Linked DNA regions of Cyprinus carpio: region 2 is linked to region 1. Evidence: chromatin contacts called from public Hi-C data. All regions are on one chromosome and are shown on one strand. The core of a region is the stretch at or near the end of the contact, and the rest is flanking DNA. Distances in the headings are between cores, read along the strand shown.

What was found. A called contact is a pair of places that touch in the nucleus more often than the background predicts.
Region 2: a contact with region 1 is called in a Hi-C map of skeletal muscle, with 2.2 times the contacts expected there. The contact joins the promoter of LOC109109902 here to the enhancer-like site in region 1. A contact is called at or near these places in 4 of 8 Hi-C or Micro-C datasets (liver and skeletal muscle).

The regions. Positions count from the first base shown.
Region 1 is chrB14:21,498,154-21,505,647 of ASM1834038v1, reverse strand. LOC109077176 (neuroblast differentiation-associated protein AHNAK-like) reads left to right here. Exons shown (of 10, transcript XM_042738553.1): 2 at 6,609-6,670; 3 at 6,955-7,111; 4 at 7,350-7,494. The coding sequence starts at 6,955. Among protein-coding and RNA genes, the nearest start is that of LOC109077176, 7.8 kb to the left of the region's middle. Within about 2 kb of position 4,182, at least 1 of the 8 cell types and tissues checked has an H3K27ac peak or open chromatin away from gene starts, as enhancers often do. A contact at or near this core is called in skeletal muscle, where this site is marked.
Region 2 is chrB14:21,536,186-21,543,679 of ASM1834038v1, reverse strand. LOC109109902 (elongation factor 1-gamma) reads left to right here and starts at 4,727. Exons shown (of 10, transcript XM_042738558.1): 1 at 4,727-4,855; 2 at 5,551-5,709; 3 at 5,782-5,845; 4 at 6,790-6,932; 5 at 7,018-7,161. The coding sequence starts at 4,844. It overlaps LOC109110454 (DNA-directed RNA polymerase II subunit RPB7-like), which reads left to right and starts at 1,334. Exons shown (of 8, transcript XM_042738560.1): 1 at 1,334-1,491; 2 at 1,937-2,046; 3 at 2,134-2,293; 4 at 2,401-2,451; 5 at 2,554-2,616; 6 at 2,699-2,770; 7 at 2,871-2,904; 8 at 3,121-3,552. The coding sequence starts at 1,480. The coding sequence ends at 3,134.

The sequences.
Region 1 (7,494 bases), core at 2,933-5,432:
GCATGTGGAAGTAAAAGTGGAACTTTTAACCAAATGGTAATTATCCGTTTTCATGTATCAGATCTCCCTTTGTCAGAAATGAATAATGAGCATTTAATGAAGAAATATGACTTGCACTTGTTGCATTAAAATTTGTATCCTGTAATTTGCTTTGGAAAAAAACGTGTCTGCTAAAGGGCGAGCCACCAAGCAACTCCTGTAGGCAAAGCCAAAGGCCACAATTTATGTTATTGCATTGTGTAAAGGACGACTGTATGTGTGTGTGTGTGTGTCTCTTATTAAACATTACAACTCTTTAATGGAAAAAGTGTGGCATGAAACGCTTGCAGTGGCTTTTCTATAATTAGTGGTCTGGTTGTTTGCCCAACAATTCTATCACTTATCTAACCCACAGCATTGCTGAATCTTTATAAATGTAGATTTATAGTTGTGCAATATCTCCCATTTACATTGGAGCACTAAGAGCTTACAAACTTTTTTTAATGACCTCTTTTGCTGTGCATTAATCAGTGTCATGAGGGGTTTCTATTAGTGTTTACAAAACGTGGAAATTTGTTTGCTTTAAAAAAAAAAAAAATGACCCTGCTCCACTGGCTGTTAGTAAGTGGAAACCATGAAAGAATCCCCTGTTTTTGTACCCAGCTCAGACCCACTGGGTGATTTGAGTGGTTGGGTAGAGTGTAGGACATTGCTTTGGAGTTAGTCACTGCAGGAGAGGCTGGGCTCTCTTCCAGTTGGCCTGAGGGCTCTATCAAGGAATGCATGTGACTGGAGGCCTGGGTGGGGCTCGCGGCTCACTGTGCGCTATGTGCGGGCTGAGAGATGGTGTGTGTGTAGTTTCTCATTGTACGAAGGGCGTGTCCCCTACTTTGGATTTGCGATGTTTGCCGTCTGTGTTGTGCCATAAACTCTGCTCCTTTTAGAGTTGCACAGTTGTTGCCAGACGACCTCTACCAGATGGAAGCGTTGCGGTGTCGTCTGACACATTTAGACCTGTGATTATAGTCGCATTTTGTTCTAGTACCAGTCTTTCTCATGCCCAACAATATGAACCAGATATAAGTGTATTTATTCTGTGAAACTGAACTATTTTTTAAAACTTTAACTCTTTCTGAAATTTGACACGCAATAATTTGTAATTATAGTTGATCGTGTTTGCAACATGCCGTTTTGTTCAGCTGGGTCCATCTTTAGTGAGGTGACAGCAAACTTGATACAACTAAGTACAGGGCTCGTAGATATCACCCGTTTGAGTGGACACAGCTGCTCTGCCAAATGTTGTTCTTTGCAAACAGTGTGACAGCCTCGTCCAGACTGGCCTTTATCACAGCGAGCCCATGACTATTTCAGTCACAGCTCAGAAATAACCATCCGTTAATGAAACAACAGGGTAGTGAGAGGTTCTAGCAATGGTTTCCAAATAAGACGTCGGGAGAAGCAGAAAAAAATGTTTCTAATTATGCGACTCCACAAATCTGTGAAGAGCCGTTTACTTTAAAATAGCTGGTCATTTTCAAGATGGGTTGTAACTCCCCAAATTAATACTTCTGTAAATATTTAGAGCAAAGGTTTCCCATCCTTTTTGAATGGGACAGAGAGGTACATTAAGTTTTAAGTTGGGGTGAATATATAGTTTTCTTGGGACAGCTTTAAATGATTACTTTTGCTGTTAACAGTTGTTTTCTAACAGAGTCAGTAACAGTGGAATAGTACTGGAGAGAACTGATATCAGGGCAGGCCCCCGCAAGCATGTACCTGTCTGTGCTGATTCCAGCATTTGTTTGCAGTGCTAGTGTTACATTAAGACTTTTCTTGCTTTTCTGCTGTAGGGAAAACCTCTCAATTTCAAGTAACCACATCTGTGATCTGACCCAAGCCGTAAGGTTTTATTATTATCATTTTGAATTATATTAGTGTCACCGAAACCACATTTCATTTCCCTTTGTCACAGTGTTCACAGAAACGCACATGTATCTTGTCTTGTCATGCATCATTGCTTTAAAGGCCTGAAATACATGTTTATGAAATGAAACAAATTCCCAACATTTCTCTAGCCTGGACTGAAAGGCTTAAAACAGATAACTCTTTGTCCTCCGCTTCCTCCATGCAGAAATTATCAAACGCTAAATTGGACAAGAAGCCACGGGACAGCTTCAAAGGCCATGGAGTGTGAAGGAAAATTCAACACTTCACAGATTTAAAGAATGTGCATGAGCGCTAATGGCACTTGCTCTTTAAAGTTTCTCTTCATGATGCCTGAGCTGCAGGAGTATTTTAGGTGTTTGGTATGAAGTCACTCGATTTAGTCTTGACAAAAGCCTCGCAGCTTATGCTTTTGAACAATTGAAACTTATAATTTTTGAGTAACTCGAGAAGTACATTATTAGAGCAAATACTGCTTGATAGAAAGGAGTTGTTTCCCACATGATCTGGCCGTCTAAACCTTTTTATTAAATGAAACAAAAATGGACTAAGATAAGGGTGGATAATGAAGTTTGATAATTTGGTTTGTGTGAAATTAAATGAGTGAAATGACTGTGTAGTTTAGCCTCCAGTGTCTTCGGCCATAACCATGTGAATTGAGGAGTTTTTAGGCGATCAAATGAGGATTTGCACATGATGTTTGCTTTCCTGTGAGAGAAACTTACTTGAACTTTTTTTTTGTTTGTGGCAAGTGACAGTTTCATGCTATTGGCATGGTTACTATGAATGGCTTCACATCATTTTAGGTTTTTAGTTTACAGTCGTCTTGAATTGCTTCTTGACATCAAATGTTGCAAACAAACGCATAGATGAGAGTGTAAGAGTTTGACTCTCACTCATATGCGTGTGTAAGGCAACTAAAACATTTTCAAACACAGTAATATCTGACAGTGACCAGCAATTTCACTCTTTCTGTAGCTGCCCAAACAGATTCCCAGTGTTTGGAGTGCAGGGTGGATTTGCAGCCATGTGAGGCTGAGTTTATTTTGAGGGAGTGATGCTGTTAATTGTATTTAACAATAATTAGTTATCAAACTTAATATTTAAACACAAAAGTAATTGTGACTTTCACTTGTCAGACTAGTCAGACAATTATTCAACAGCAACATCCAGAGGAAACGTTTAATCTTGTGCAGACACGTGTGCGCTTCTGTCTTTGGTTCGTGCAAAGGAAAACTCCCCGTTCTGTGCGCCCGTATTGTAACCGTTTCAGTCAATGTCGCCCTCTTAGGGTAAACCAAAGTATAAAGCCAACTAGGGTGGGGCTGCATTTTTAAAGGAAAAAGGAAATAAAGTCAGTCTGATCCACTAGCTTAAGGTCTCAAAACCATGCAACAAAACTATTATTATAAAGTTTTTTGCTTTAAAAGATAAAAGTGTGATACTTGGGTTGAATGTACATTTTGTAATTGATGGTTTTGACATCTGGCTATTTGATGCATTGAAATATTTACTTATATTACATCTGATTTCCCTCTCCTTTCTTGCTTTCTTTCAGAATATAAAGGAAGACGGGAGAGAGTTTGAGCATTAGCCTTGGCAATTCAGTAGGTTCCTTTATTTATAAGTTTGACATGCATAAAACATCAGCTATAAGACTAAGCAGAACCTTCTGCCAATTTGTTGCTTTGACAATGGAATGAATGAAAGCATAAGCAGTAACACCCACTTGTCATTCAGCAAGAATTGCTGGGTGTATGCTGTGTCACCCAATTATGATTCATACACAAATCAATTAAGGTTTATAATGGGTTCCCTCCATATCCTTTTTAGGTCCTCTTGCTCCTTTTTGTACAACAGTAATTCTAATTTGGGGTTTTGGTTTTTCCTTTTTTTGTTTTTTTTTTTAAATTTTACAGTAAGATGTTCGTTTTTTTTTTTTGCTAGACCTCAAAGCTAGGTCTGCTTAAAAGGTCCCGATTACAACTCAACAGTTCACAAAGATGTGTTCTATTTCATCGCTGAGGTCTTATGATCGTACAAACACCAGAGGTATTTTGAAGCGTCTGCTTACATGGATCATAGCAGGTCATATGATTTTGGGTAAGAGCCATCTGCTTAAAGCAAATACCCTGCAGTAATACTCTGGTAATGACGTGGTTTATACTCTTGTAAAAGCTTAAGGATATCTCACTTATACAAAGTAAGATAATCTGTGCTATACTTGGTGTCAGAGTTGTTTTGAGCTCAGTCTCTGTGGTTAAGAGAAAGAAAGGTGTGCCTCCTTGGGCACAATTAATGTGTTGGGCAATGTAATGTGCTTCTGCTGCCACTTTGTTCCATGATAGTTCCATGTTTCAGTCATGAATGTACACATCTGCCTCTATTTTTTTTTTTTTTTTTGATTTCTTTTTTTCTTACCCTCCCACTCAGTTTGCTCCTCCAAAAGTGCACTGTGAGGAATCTGTCAGATTTGTGACAACAGCCGCTGTGCAAATAGTACCGTGCACTATATAGGTTTAAAAAAGGGTAAAGGAAGTAGAACATGTATGTATAGTGGTACAGGAATGTTGATAGAGGGAGTGGCAACATGTTAAGAGGCAGAACATAGACCAGGCTGGGAGAGAAATAATAAGCTTTTGCATGGCTTGCTAGGGAGTTCTTAAGTACACAGCAATGTAGGTTTTCCCCTTTTCCTTTTGTAAATATCAGCTTTAGCCAACAACAATAAGGCACTTTTTTCAGGCTTGGGTTTCACAGCTTTCATGTCCCATGTGTAGCATTTCTACCCCTGTGCACTTTGAGAGGTTTTACTGAAATTACATTCAGACTTAATGTCTATTAAATGTAAAATGTTGTGCATTATTCTGTTGCATGTGATGTTGACTAATCCTTTTTTAAAGCATTTAGAATTTGTTAACAATCACATAATCAAAGTAGATTCCACATGAAACTAACGTTTCTTTCAGAATTCCAGTTAAAGCAACAGTAAAATGTGTTAAATTATTGTAATGTTGATGTGTAGTTGTAGTGTCGTCTTGTTTTCTCCTTATTGTTTATAATGTTAAACCCGTCTATTCTTTTAATATCTAACAGCCTCTAATAGTGCTTTAGTATAAATAGAAAATTTTGTGTACAATTCAAACAGAGGGAAGCATGATTGACTCTCTCAAATGATCTGCTCTGTATTATCCTGTCTCTGGAGTATAATGGTTGACATGGACACAAATCTAGGCTTCTTTTACTCCAGTGGGAAGCATATTTAGTGGGAGGCAAGTGGTATTTATAATTTAGAGGGGAGAAAATGTTCTCATTCTATAAAATACACAGAATTTCTCTAGTCATTTATGAATAATCAATTTTCCAATTAACCAATTTCCAGAAGACAGAGACTGTATATTTTAAATGCATATCTTGATCTTAAATGCATATATCTGTTCAACTTTGTTAGTGTTTAGATACTTGCATATAGATGAACTTAAAACTAATAGACAGACTAAAAGCAACTTTAGCAATGTATTTACATCTTTGCAATTCCTTGATTGCTGCTGAAATAAATTATTTCAATTTACATATTTTTTTTTTTAATAGAAATAAATTTGAATGAACTTTTTATCATTAGCTTCATGAATGGTGGAGTTGCACCTAAGCCTTTAATATTTGCAGCATTGTTTTCACATTTTATTTTGAGTGTGTACATTCCTTCAGTAATCCACAGGTCAGGTCAGGCTTATTTCAGAAGGGAGTATACTTACTATTTTGAATCAAGGGAGCATTTGGATTGCTTGAATAACCCTAAGATCCCACCAATTCATGTTCACATGAGACAAAGCTTTTTCCATTTCCATTTCTTACACTCTGTATGGCATTTTGGAATACTTTATTCTGACAGATCAATCATGTTATTGAGCAAACAAATATTTTTGTGTAATACCAGTTTTTTTTGAGTTCTACTTAGCTTTTGGTATAACAAGATGTATATTTTTTTTCATAATTAAAATAAACTAGTGCAACACATTTACCAATGTGTAGTGAAATATGAATGTAGGCCTAGGTGTTTTCATGTTCAAGAGATCTTGCAGGGTGGATGATTTTGATATCCCTGAAACAAAGAACTTTCTGTGTTGAAAGCTGTGATGGCAGGCCTATGTCAGCTAAAAAACAAACAAACTCTGAAGCGATGTTCATCAAGCAAAGACTTCCCAGATCTACAGTCCGATTTTCATTTCATGGACATCAGATTTTTAGATATAATTATATGTTTAATCTCTGTGTATTAAACTGAGCTTAATGCATTTAGTGACAAGTAATTCCTCTTGTTTTAAAGCTTTCTCTCCTCATGCGGCTTAGTGTTTTGCTGCTGAAGAAAATTATTGTATAAAGATAACTCAGTTCTTGCTAGAAATATGTAGTTAAACCACTGCTAAGTTCCCAAACAGAAATCATGCTTGTTTACTTTCACTTTGTTGGAGACTATATTGCCATCTGGTGGTCTCAGTTTGAAACTAATTTACTGTTATCAAAGAAAAAAGAAAAAAGAAAAAAAAGACAGCATTGTTTTATTTTATTTATTTATTTATTTATTATTATTATTATTATTTTAAATGTATGAACATACTGTTAAACCTATCTGTGAAAGGTTCATTTGAATGCAAGACACTAACTTTCTTTTTTTCTGTGTTAAGGAAAGAACAAGGGCTGACACGGTCCACACTAGGGGACAGGTGAAGAAGTAACACGTTTAGAGGTATACAAAATGAAATGTTAGATGCGTTTTAGCTGTGATGTTAATATCTACATGTAATTCACAGCAAAGCATAGTTAATTTTTTTTTTTTTTTTTATCAGTTACTGAAAAATACTAAGCACTTTTTTACTGTTTATAAGGTAATTTCTCTTCTGAAAAAAGCTTATGCTCATTCAGCTTGAAACTGTATAGTAGTCAACATATATTTGGTGTTGTGTAATTGTGTAACTGTTTTACTGTGTTTCATTGTGTATTGTGTAATTTCTCATTTTATTTATTTATAAGATGGCTGACGAGCAGGACACAAGGGAAGTGCTTTTCCCACAGTGGACAGGCACTGATAAGCTTGGGCTCACCATAGAACAAAAAGGTCAAGGAGAGATTTTTGTCAAAGAGGTGAAAGATGAGTCCCCTGCTGCTCATACTGGGAAAGTATACGAAGGTATGAAGTCAAAAAAAAACCCTGCAGGTTGTAATGTAATGTGTAAACATTTAGAAAACCTAATTTTCTAACATTTCTCGAAAGTTTTTATTCTCTGAACAACATTTGTCACCCCCTTTTGGTGACTTTTTTATTTTATTTTTTAAATGAGCTAATGCTCTTGTAGGTCTTCCAGATATAATTTATCTATTGTAATTCATTTTGTTTGAACTTACCATGTACTGTTTTTTTGTCACAGGTGACCAAATTGTGGGGGCCACCATTTACTTTGACAACATGAGCTCAGAAGAAACGGCTGAACTGTTAAAGACTCTTAACCGACATAAGGTTGGACTAAAATTACAAAATAAGTCTGGAGACAAGTCACCTTGCCGTTCTCCAAT
Region 2 (7,494 bases), core at 3,478-5,977, 37 kb before region 1:
TATATTAAAGTACTTATCTAGTTATCTATTATAATACATTATTTATTTATTCAAACAAGTTTATTAATGTCAGTCTTTTTTTCTTAGTTGGTAAAATGAAGAGCATGAAAAGCCAAAAATGTGTTGCTTGGAACAATTTCCGCATATATAAAAATATATTCTTATATTATATATATATAAATATATAGCATCTATATATATAAGCCATAAAATGTGTATATATATATTCCTTTTTTACATCTTGTGAGTCAACAGCACTGAAAGTGCGCTCTGTGTCTTCATAGCAAGTATTCATATAAAACCAGACACTAAACTGTTCGTCCCGTTAGAACAACTGAAAAGTTTCTACAATGGTCGTACTTTGCGTAGCATTGGAATTGCAGTGACCTCTTGTGGTCATGTTCTGCTTTACATTGTATGTGTAAGAGTTCAAGACGAGTCTTGAGATAGTTTTTTTTTTGGACAAAGTTTTGATTGAGTTAAAATCGTCACTATTTGGTAACAAAATTACTGTTTACTTATGGAATTCAGTTACCATATGTTCAGATGACATTAGGATGATTATCACTGTATTTATTTATTTAAATAATAGGTCTATATAAAATATTCTATATTGCTATACAGCAAACGTCACTATGTATATTCCAGTTATCTTTTTTTAGGGATACTATAGTGAAAAAAAGAGGAAGAAGAAAAATGGGTTTTGCTGTGAGACCTAACTAATATGTAAAAAATAAATAAATAATGATACATAAAATTAACCTTGCAGAACACTATTTTAAATACATAATCTCCTCAAAAAATTTAGTATTATTATTTTTTTTTGGCCTTTTACACCTCAGAGGTCTCAACCTTGTTTCAATGTATCTTACAATTAATGTAGGCTACTTTACAAAAGTGTCATAATTTTTTACATAATTTGTTGAACTGATTTTAAAATATTTAGAAAACAATATACTGATTTTACTGAACAAAACCATAATATTCAGTTGTGCCCCATGGTTTGCAGGCAACCTTTTAATAAAAATGTATAAAATGATTAAATGTAGCATTAAATAAAATTTAGGAAATGACGGACGGAAATATTCATTAAAGCGTTGACAATCAAGAAGCAATATCACAGCATGACGGAAGGACATTTATTTAAATCAACTTATTTTTAATCATGTTTATTGCTAGAAAATTATAAAATCACATAATCCAGTGTTTTTGAATACCTAAAATAAATATATGACAAAAACCAAAAATAAATAGTTGTTTTATAAAATTAATATCTCAAGAAATCATTGACTCGAGGTTGAACTTTTATATGCGAAAATGTCTTCCAGGAAATGGACTTTTAATTTGAAAAGTCTCCCGGAAACACACTTGCTGCTGGATTCGCGCTTTTGAGTGTCGGCGCCTGAACACGCAGAAATCAATACTCGCCGCTTTTTAGAATTAAAATCGAGATATCTGGAAAATAAAAACTCTTAAGAGATGTTTTATCACGTAAGTTCGTAACTGTTTCGATTTTACGTGTAAAATGTACATTAGCGTACGCTCTTATCATGTATGCATTGATGCCGTTTTGTCTCGGCTAACGTTAAGTTAACTTTTCCTGCACAAATGCTGGATGTAATAAAGCTAGCTAGCTAGTTAAATGTAGTAATTTTGGAGATTTATGGATATTATGTTGATATTTTTCTTATTTGATAAGAAAATACGAATCAGTCAATGTAAGTTAACTGTTAATGTAAACAGATTCTAGATACGTACATTAATGCATTAATTGCATTTACTTAATGTAACTTGTTGTATGACTTATTTATGAATTTCTCTCTCTCTTTCTCTCTCTCTCTCTCTCTCTCTATATATATATATATATATGCATACTAATTAATTTATTTATTTATTTATTGTTTGTTTGTTGTTTTCTCAATATCCATCCCAATAGATCTCTTTGGAGCATGAGATTCTCCTGCATCCCCGATACTTTGGACCGAACCTGTTGAACACAGTCAAACAGAAGCTGTTCACTGAGGTGGAGGGAACATGTACAGGAAAGTAAGTCCAACAGAAATCAAGAGATCTGACTCTTTTCAGTGATTATTATGAAAAATGAATCTCAGATGTCTTTCTTTTGTTTCATAGGTACGGCTTTGTTATTGCAGTAACCACGATCGATAATATTGGAGCGGGTGTTATCCAGCCTGGCAGGGGTTTTGTGCTGTATCCCGTCAAATACAAAGCCATCGTGTTCCGTCCCTTTAAGGGAGAAGTTGTGGATGCTGTCGTCACCCAGGTTAACAAAGTACGGGTCGATGATGTTTTAAATGATTTTGATAAAACTCGCCGTCCCTGCTGATGATTTATTTTTTTACACCTCAGTATAATGTTTTTCTCTCTTTCCTTTCCCAGGTTGGACTCTTTACAGAAATTGGCCCCATGTCTTGTTTCATTTCTCGTCATGTAGGTTGTTTATATATATATATATATATTATATATTGGTTTGTGTAATGATTAGTTGTTGATTGTTGTTGTTTTTTTTTTTTTTTTTTCTGTTATATCTAGTTTATTTCTTATGTGGTGTTTTTTGAAAACTCAAATCCTCCATGTTATAAGACAGTCGATGAGGTAGGAAGCGTTTTATTGAGGGGAATTCTTCAAGTCCTCATTTGCACGAATATAGGTGGTTTCAGTTTGTTGTCTTCAACAGGACATTGTGATCCAACAAGACGATGAAATTCGGCTGAAGATTGTGGGAACCCGAGTGGATAAGAATGATATTGTAAGTCCCTGTCACTTTGTTGATATTTAGAAAATTTCAATTTGGATATAATTCTAAAGGTTATTTAATTCCTTTTTTTTGTTTGTTTCTTTTTTATTAGTTTGCCATTGGCTCTCTCATGGATGACTACCTGGGTATGTATTTCTTGTAAAGAAAACATCTGTCACAGCTGTGTTTACAGTGCCATATCTTTATTGAGTTATAATTTACAATAACTGTTGTACCTGTTATATCAAAAACCATTCATTTCAATGCTGTTGTTTTTTCCCAATAACGTATTGTCTATTCTTTGTCTATTTTATGTTGTACTATCCAACTATTGTCTAAGACTTTTATTCTCATTCTTCTAGGTCTTGTGAGCTGATTCTTCTGCCAAGAATATGGGAAATATGAAACTTGATGCTAACTAGTTTATGTATATACTGTAATTATTTTCCCATTCATTTGAAGTTGTGTTTTTTTCTCCCCTCTTTTTATTGTTATTTTTATCCCCATGTTAGTATATCCATAGTTTTCCCATGGCAAGAGTTCAATTGTGGAGCGGCATCAAGTTAAATGGGAAAGACTGTGAATTGTTTCATTTAAATATCATTAGTTGGGCTCTTGAGATATTGAGAGATCCTGTGGGCAAAAGCATTTCACAAGCATGTTATGGAAAGTCAGCGGTATCATTCATCACATTTTATAATGTAAGGTCATTTTTAAGCATATTTTTGTAAATGCCAGCCAGCCTGTACTTGAATATATTTCTCTTTTGTAATACAGCACTCACAAAATGTTGACCGTGTCTCCGTCTGGTTTTCTTGTTTTAGTTATTGCTTGTTCTGTGATTCTGTGTGAGAGAGGCTTGATACATAGTACGCAGTGAGCATTGCTGATATTGGTACCCCACTCTGAAAACAATATCATTATTATTGCAACAGCTTTCTTTCATGCCAGTCACACAGTGGCACGCTGCCTACTGAAATATTTAAAGGAATAGTTCACCACACAAAATAATATTTACTCACCATCAGGCTTTTCAAGATGAGTCTGTTTCTTCGTGGGAACAGAATCTGGATAAATTTAGCAGTACACTCGCTCGCCAATGGATCCAAACATGTAATCATCAAGATGCCTAACAAGGAAGTCATAGGCTGCTTTGGGACTGAATATAAACTGTGGTCTTTTGGGAAGGCCTTTATAAATATCAGAGCAACTGCATTTACTTCCCTTAAATAGGAACTTCACAGGCTTTTTTGAGTTGTATAGTATCCATGCACAGATAAGACTATTTTTTTTGTTTTTCTTCACGTTTTGATTTTATTGGAAATCTTGAATGGATTTTTTTTTTTTTTTTTTTTATATTGTGATGTTGTTTTGCTATTATATTTTTGATATGGAAATTAAATTTAAGCTTAATGTTCAAAACCTGCATTACTTTATTCAGAGGAACACAATGCTTGACAGAACTGTAGCAGATGCTTGACACAACTGTAGGGACAGTCTGTTATTAGGTAATTTTTCACTTTTATAAAAAGAACTTTATATTTATTTCAGTACTTTCTTAGGTTGGAGGATTTAATTTTTTTTAAACATATAAATAAGCTTTATAATCAAAACTTAGAATGACAATAATCCATTCATTCATTCATTCTGTTTATTCCAAAATGAGACTTCTGTCTGAATATCAAAAACTCGCAGTGTTCCCTAAAAATAAAAACAAGTTTATTATAATTAAACAAGATAGAAATGAGTCTATAAATTTCACAACAAGTGTTACCAAAAAAGGAACAAGAAAATCACAATTTACAATAACTTTAAAGAAGTGCACGGCGTGCCTTCCTTTTTTAGCTTCTTACGTCATTCAAAAGAGATCCATGTAATTTAATCTGGTTTATAAAATGCTTAAAATATTGCTTATCTTTAGTTCATTTTCTCACATGAATCTGATACTTTCCAAACAAATGTATAAAGAAAAAAAAGGCACGTCCATCTCTCACGTTCACGGCCTTATTACGTGTTATTTCTGCGACAGGCCTGGCCTTTACGTCAGCACCGCGCGACCCGTTCCTCCTTTCTCTCGTCCTGAAGATGGCGGCAGGGGTGAGTAAGATGGGAGAAAACCCTTTGATGCCTTATTACAGCACATCTCCATCCACAATCACCCCATAATCACGCCAATCCTTATATCTTTATACGCTGTTTTTGAGCAGTATTATTTTATAGCCTCTTTTAAAGCCGCCGTGATGATTATTTGCGCTGTAAATATTCCCCACACCCCTTTATAAGGTGGTTAGAGTGATGACATTGTGCCACGTTTCCCTTGCTCTCCCGTCCACGCCTTTCACTCCGCTTTAAACATTTTGTAGATGGCTGAGTGTCATGTTATTTGTAGTTTCACATTAAATGCATGACAGCGAAGCGCATGTATATCAGCAGCGCGAGCGGGTAGAAAAGCATTCATCGTGTGGCCGTCAAAACATTTTTAAACCATTGACATCCAATTCTGAAACCTAGTGTTGAAAGTCTTAATCATAGGTTTCAAAACTTAACAACACCAGATGGTTTATAAATAAATGTACTGAAGCATCCAGTGTTTGTTCTCTATTTGTGCATGCAGACTGTTTATAGTGTGTGAGGTCAATTATTTCAGGAATAGACTTTGTCAGCTGCCTCGGGGATAGTGCTGTGTAATGCTCTGTGAGGGGTCATAATGAAGGGACAGCTTCTGTTGGCACTGAGTCTGAACGAGCAGCATCCGTTTCAGCGATGTGATCTCAAACCTTGTGTTTCTGCAGACTCTCTACACATACCCAGAGAACTGGAGGGCCTTTAAGGCTCAGATCGCTGCCCAGTACAGCGGGGCTCGTCTGAAGATTGCGAGCGCCTCCCCTGCCTTCACCTTTGGGCAGACGAACCGATCCCCTGCTTTCCTCAGCAACTTTCCCTTGGGCAAGGTTAGTATCCGCATGCCTTTTTAAATGCATGTGTCCTGGATGTAGTTATTAATGTTGTTCCCGTCCATTTAGGTTCCTGCTTACCAGGGTGATGATGGCTTCTGTCTGTTTGAGAGCAATGCCATTGCTCACTTCTGTAAGTATGCTTTATAGGGCCTGTTTATGCTTGGCCACTTCTTTTGATCGGATGGCGATTTGTTAAAAGGGCTCCATTTGCTCTTTCACAGAAATTTTTATCCTCAAAACAAATATAAATCTTTAGTTCTTTTGGTGTATGGAAATTAAACAAATGTGTGTTGTATTTCATTCATCCTCCAATTTCAAATTCAAAGGCCGTAATAGGTGTGAGAGAGCGTGCATTCAGGTGTTTTAATGAAGATGAGTGTGTGTTGAGCTTTGGGATGCGATGCCGAGCATTGGGTTTTCCTAAACTGATCCTAAATTGCATTGATTTTAAATTAGGGTGTATAAAGACAGAAACTGATATGAAATTTTTCTTGTGTACGCTGATTGAAGAGCATGCATTTGCAACTCGTATACCAGAAATTCAAATAGCTCAATGTCTTTTATTAAGTGTTAAGATAAAAAGGTAATCAAAATATGCATTCATTTGTTGGAAAATAAGCAACATTATAACTGCTGATTATTAATCACATTAATTTATATGAAAATTTGCCGATAATTGCTTACACGCATTATTTGCAGAAACCATCAAATGCCCGCCACATGTTTTCAGAGAGCGCATATTATAATAATTTATATGATCCATAAAGAGATACTTGTATTTTTACAGGTGTTGATGCACTTGTACATATTGCATTTGAGTTTAATATGACCTGCAGTTTACGAAGAGGGATGCATTCGGAATTTTCTATTTTTTGTGTGTGTGCATTCGGATGTTTATTTATTTTATGAGCTGTTGTATGTTCAGATTTTAAACGAGTCCCTGGTCTTTTTCACGATCAGAGGAAATGCCTGAAGTGGCCAAGTGTAAATAGGCTCATATGAACTATTGTGATGCTTTAAAAAATGTTTAGTGTTTTATTACACCCAGTTAATGCTGTTGTTTCCTGCTGACAGTGAGCAATGATGCCCTCCGTGGCAGCACTCCTCAGGCCAGTGCCCAGGTGCTGCAGTGGGTCAGTTTTGCTGACTCTGAGATCATCCCTCCAGCTAGTGCCTGGGTGTTCCCCACCTTGGGTATCATGCAGTTCAACAAACAGGTTAGCTTTTAATATATTAGTGTAATGGTCTCATCTGTCGGGAATTGAATGTTTTTTGTAAGTCTGCACTCTGTCTTGTTTGCAGGCCACAGAACAGGCTAAGGAAGAGGTGAAACGTGTCCTCGCCATCCTCAATCAGCATTTAACCACTCGCACTTTCCTGGTTGGGGAGAGAGTCAGTCTGGCTGACATCACTGTTGTCTGCTCTCTGCTCTGGCTCTACAAACAGGTGAGTCTGCAGGGTGCCATGAAAACCTGAGCTGTGACCAGGTTGTATTAATTAGGGATGTGGATTCACAAAATAGGTCCATATATATTTATCTGATCTCATCTTAGTTCACCTGGAGCCTGTTGCATAAAAGCTTGAGACTAGTTTTAAAAGTTAGTCATCAAATTTCTTTCTTTAAAAATGTCCATAATTTTCTTTAATCTAGTTGCATTACATCGTAGATTAGTCTGTTAAATCTTAAAACGAGACTGATTACCACATTGCTAACTGCAAGTAATTAAGACAGTCTTAACACAGAGGCTAAGTGTATGCAGCTGGCCTCTGATATTAGTG